Linked DNA regions of Mus musculus: region 2 is linked to region 1. Evidence: chromatin contacts called from public Hi-C data. All regions are on one chromosome and are shown on one strand. The core of a region is the stretch at or near the end of the contact, and the rest is flanking DNA. Distances in the headings are between cores, read along the strand shown.

Evidence for each region. A called contact is a pair of places that touch in the nucleus more often than the background predicts.
Region 2: a Hi-C map of forebrain shows a contact between it and region 1, with 2.2 times the contacts expected there. The contact joins two enhancer-like sites. A contact is called at or near these places in 3 of 484 Hi-C or Micro-C datasets (bone marrow-derived macrophages, embryonic stem cells and forebrain) and 1 of 115 datasets of contacts at active chromatin or transcription factors (embryonic basal ganglia).

The regions. Positions count from the first base shown.
Region 1 is chr14:64,163,245-64,165,795 of GRCm38.p6, reverse strand. The region is part of intron 5 of Msra (methionine sulfoxide reductase A); the gene reads left to right. Among named protein-coding and RNA genes, the nearest start is that of Gm52129, 35 kb to the left of the region's middle. Within about 2 kb of position 1,280, at least 47 of the 459 cell types and tissues checked have an H3K27ac peak or open chromatin away from gene starts, as enhancers often do. A contact at or near this core is called in forebrain, where this site is marked.
Region 2 is chr14:64,372,336-64,374,886 of GRCm38.p6, reverse strand. All of the region lies in intron 1 of Msra (methionine sulfoxide reductase A), which reads left to right. Among named protein-coding and RNA genes, the nearest start is that of Gm52130, 33 kb to the left of the region's middle. Within about 2 kb of position 1,271, at least 40 of the 459 cell types and tissues checked have an H3K27ac peak or open chromatin away from gene starts, as enhancers often do. A contact at or near this core is called in forebrain, where this site is marked.

The sequences.
Region 1 (2,551 bases), core at 31-2,530:
TAAACTCTGTGTGTGTGTGTGCTTGTGTGTGTGTGCGTGTGGTGGGGTCTGTAGCATATTGTCCCGACTAAATTAGGGAGGGGGTTGCTTTCTCTATTCTTAGATAAATAAGCCAAGTCTGAGACTCTGACTTAGACAACTACCGTGTTCTTAGCAACAGAACCGAGCCAGTCAGAGTGTACGTACCCTCCCACTTCCCTCTGGATGGGAACAAAGGAAGCCAGCCAGCAAGCAATTAAATGAAACTAAGATCGAAAAACCATAATGAACAACCCTGAGCCATTGGAGACAGACTGGGGGTGCTGTAGGGATTTGCAGGAGAAGATTCAAGTAGTCAGGAAGTAATGACTGCAATAGGAGCACCCAGTTTTGAAGCATCGGGTAGAGCTTCGTTCACAAGCCTTTAAAAGTGGCGGCTCCTGTTTTAATTATTATTCCCTGATCTTGAACCTGGACTGAGAATGTGGCTCAGTGGCTGAGTAGTTGTCTAGCCCCCACAAGGTCCAGGATCAATATGGAGCAATACAAATCAAGAAGACAGGGAGGAGGAAGGGGGACGGGGAGAGGGAGGGGGAAGGGAAGGGAGAGGAGGAGGAAGAGAGAGGAGAGAAGGGAAGATGGGTAAGAAGGGAGAAGGGGGATGTTGCTGTAGATAACTAATACCAGTTTAATGAACCGCAATAGACCTTTTAAACAGTGTGGGGGGGTCTTTCCCTCATAAAATCAACAGTGTGTCAAACACTGTGCTGAGTGCTTATTGACAGGCATGATCTTATTTAATGTCCCCTTCTTCCAGTCCATGAAGTAATACTGTTATTGTTCCTTCCCAAAGTAAGATTAGATAAATTGTGCCGAGTTACTCATTTCGGTGGGAGCTATGGCTCCAACCCAGGCCTGTGACGGGTGCCAGCACCACGTTGTATCATTGCCTACAAAGGCCTTGTGGAGGGGGTAGGGCAGACCTGTCACTTGAATAGGGTCAAAGTTGGGAGAACACTGCCAGACAAAAAGCCAGCATGACTAGAGGCACAAAAGCAGGGTGTGACACTTTGTAAGGACCCCAGGACCAAGTTGTACCATTGGAGAAAGCCCTCTGTAGGAGCAGGTGAGACCACTATCTGACAGGATCTTGAAGGAGGTGGTCAGTGTGGTGCCCGGGTTTGGGGGTCCATGGAAAGCCGGGCTGCCCCGGCGGGCAGATGTGCGCTCATTCACTGCCTTTGCCCGGTGCTCTGCTCAGCCTGCTCCTGGCTTCCTCCTTCCAAGCACAGGAAATGTGGGGGAGACATTCCCCTGCTACCAGGCTGATTGATCGAGAAGTCAGGCTGCCTTATGTTCAGCACTGAGAGCTGGCGGGCTTTTGTTCTTCAGGCCAAATTGCCAGGATGCTTTTCATCCCAGAACGCTTTGCCTGCAGAGCTCATGAGAAGCCCAGAAGTGAACGCACAGACTGCAGATTTGAGGTTTGTGGACAGAGCTGTCCGTAAAGGAGGGGACAGTGGTGTTCCTCAGCTCAAGGCCTGGAGGTGTCCGAAATGTAGGGTGCCTCACTGGAGCCACTGACTCCCCTTGTGCAGGCCTCAGCATCCTGTTAGAGAGCAGTGATGAAGCCAAGTTTCTTGTATGGCAGGCTTCGAAGGCCAGCCCTGTGATAAGGAAGGTATTGCAGGTCTAACTGCAGATCAGCAGTCAGTCATATAAACATTCTGCAACTTGCTCCATCCAGCATGACATCCGTCTTTCTGTGTGTCACCTTTTTTGCTGGGGTTCAGAACCTTGCAGAAGGAGCTGGCCAGGTCAAGGTCTTTGCTTTGCAGCCCTCAGAGTCCTGCTGTTCCATTTGCATTTCCCCAACTTGATTTGTCTTTGAATTCTCCTGAGCATCTGCACAGACAAGAGGGTTTGGGGCCTGACCTGCAGAGTCCCACCTGCTCCCTCCTTTTCTTCTGGCCCCTCTCCCCCAGCTTCTCTCCTCTCCATCTCCCAAGGCATTCAGAACAAAGCAGGGCTGTCATCTGCTCTCAGGAAGCCTGACCTCTGGTTAGACTAAAGCCATCAGGAGCAACCTGTATCCCCCTGCACACAGAGGCCTCTCCAGGGGTTGTCAGCTCAGCACCATGGACAACCCAAAAGGATGTTTGGCCTTTGAGATAGATGCAACCCTGTCCTATCAGAGGCAGTCCCATTGTTCTTATTTGCAGAACAGTATCTACATGGTGAATTCTTTTTGTTCCTTGTTTTTATTCTATATATTTATTATTGTGGTTGATGTCTGTGTGTCTGGTATGTGTGTGAGCACACACAGCCGCATGCTATGGCATGTGTGTGAAAGACAAAGAACAACGCTCAGAAATGATTCCCTCTTTCCATGTGGGTTCCAGGGATTGACCTCAGATCATCTGGTTTGTGTAGGAAGGGCCTTTACCTAATAAGCTATCTTATTGGCCTTGCCTGTGTATATGTTTCTATCGCATTGCCTGCTGGACTGATTTTTGTGAGCTAGTGGTTCTGTGATGCCTCAGAAAGAGCAAGGACCAAGGCGATCCTTTGC
Region 2 (2,551 bases), core at 22-2,521, 210 kb before region 1:
CAGATGTCACCTACTGTCTCACCTGGCCTCCCTATTCAGAAGAAAGGAAGAGTGTCTTTTTTTTTTCCCCAAGTGAGTGACTCTGGAGTGAGTGATTGAGTGGGTTAGTGTTGCTGTGATCTAAGTCAGAGCGACATAACCTCCCCTTCTGATGGATGCTGTTGGTCACAGAGTACAAACCTGGTGTAGGAAGAGAGAGTACCAAAAGGGCACAAAGCCCAGGAGGCACAGGCATGGGGCCATCTTGGCTACGACTCTCCAGTTTCTGGCACAGTACCGCAAATAGTAAATGGTACAGAGCAATGAGCAGCACAGGGCAGGCTGTGGAAGAGAGGCCCGCCACTGCTCCTGGTCCAGGCTCACTAGTGTGCAAGGCTGTACTACCTGGAGGATCTGGGGCTTCATGTGCCAGAGAAATGAATATGACCCAGTCTCTCTGTCGCTTCTGAGAACTTACCTTGCTGACCCAGAACATGCATAGACCCCTGACCCCAAGAGCTTTCCCCAGTTATGCTGGGGCTGTTATGCAAAGTTCCAAGGGTGAGCCGTGGCTTTGGTGGGCTTGGGAGAATGAGCATGTCCCCTGTCACCAGAAGCCCTGATTTGGGTACCTGTGTCTGTGAATTTGACAGTTCCATGATGACTTCCCTAGGGGCTCTGCCATGGGCTGCTATGATGGCCACCTAGCTACCCTGGCTGACCTTGGACTTGAGCCTAGTCAGGTTGAGTGCTGATGGGCAGGACTGAGTCTCTATTTCCTTTGAGTGCTGCTCATATACCTCACAAGCTGGAAAGGGAAAGTGCTTTCAGAAAAAGGCTCCATTTTTTGAAATACTGGGATGGGGTTCATAAATAGATGAGGGGGATCCTACTTCTCTACTTCATAGCCATTTTATGCATGTGTATAATGCTTTTTTATGCTATATAGAATTACATATATACATACATATACATATATACATATACATACATACACATATAAATACATATACATACATACATATATATATATATATACACATACACACATAATTTTTAAATGACCCACTAAGTAGGGTTACTTGCATGAGCATAGATGGGGTGGTGGTGGTATTTCCTGGAGAATAGGCAACTTAGCAGTGTCTACACCACTGAAGAAAAAAGACACCCCTCCCTCCCAGTTCCCTAGCAACCATTAACTTCCAGGAGTTCTTCAGCTAGGGCTGGGACCTCATAAGCTCCTCCCTCATCTTCCTTGGAATGTTGATGTGCTCAGCCTTGGGCAGGCAGTCACAGCTGCAGTGAGCTCAAGAGTGCAGTGGCCCTGTCAGCTCCAGAAGCCAGCTACACAGCACTCCTCCTCACCCTCTGGCTCTTGCCATGCTGTTAAGTACCCACCTTCTCTGTGAACAGAGCTCTGGCTTCCTAACCACTGGGGTGGTGGTCAGGGCTTCTCTTGGGAAATAAATGCTGAACATTTGTAACAGGAACACCCGATCTCCTTGCTTTCTGCTACTTGAAAATGCCAATGAGCCGAGACAGGAATTGAGTCTTTAAAATTGCTCTTTATTCAGAGAGCCTGCAATCTGGGAAAGCAGATTAACATATTTAAACTCTGCCTTGCATCTCATTTCCAGCTAGCAGATTAAACAGGAGGTGGTGTGCTGGTGGGTTTTTGTCAACTTGACACAACATTGACATATATGGGAAGAAGGAACCTCAACTGAGAAAATGCCTTCATAAGACTGGCCTGCAGGCAAGTAGTTTCCAAATTGATAATTGAGGTAGGAGGCTCCCCATTCACAGTGGGTGGTGCCACCCTGGGCAGGTGGTTCAGGATGGCATAAGGAAGTAGACTGAGCAGCCTTGAGGAGCAAGCTAGTAAGCAGTTTTCCTCCACTGCCTTTGCTTCAGTTCCTGCCTCCAGGTTCCTGCCCTGGCTTTCCTCAGAGATGGAGTCTGGCCCAAGCGTCATAGCTGAAGTAAATCCTCCCTTTCCCAAGCTGCATTTGGTCATGGTGTTTTATAACAGTATGAAATACAGATAAAATAGATAGAAACCCTAACTAAGACAGGAGGGGGCCAAGCCAGTCCCTTATTCTGGGGCTCAGGCTTGCCCCCAGACACCTGCTCAGGTGTCAGCCATGTTTCTGAAACTTGGGGTGTTTGAGCCTCTCTTGTTGCCATCCCTGGCACCCTTCCCTCATCCTGTATGTGTTGGGGTTTACACACTTCTTGAAACAGAGGCAACCTTGTACTGCTCCGGAGGCATCTGGATTGGGAGCACATTAACTCAGAAGAAACAAACCACCAACTCTGTGTGTGTGTATGTGTTAATACACTATATCTTGTATGTGCTGACTCCTTTTCACAATACAGAGAACACGTTTGTCCTTATACTATGTGCCCTGTCACATTTATGTATAGAATGTACGAACAGTAGGGCAGCTGGGAGAACTCTCAGGGGCGGCCTGACTGATGTTTGGAGCACACTGCCTCAGGGTGTGTCACACTGGTTTCGTTCCTGTTTGTATGGGAAGAGGTGCCCTGCCTTCTTCAGCAGTGCTGTGGT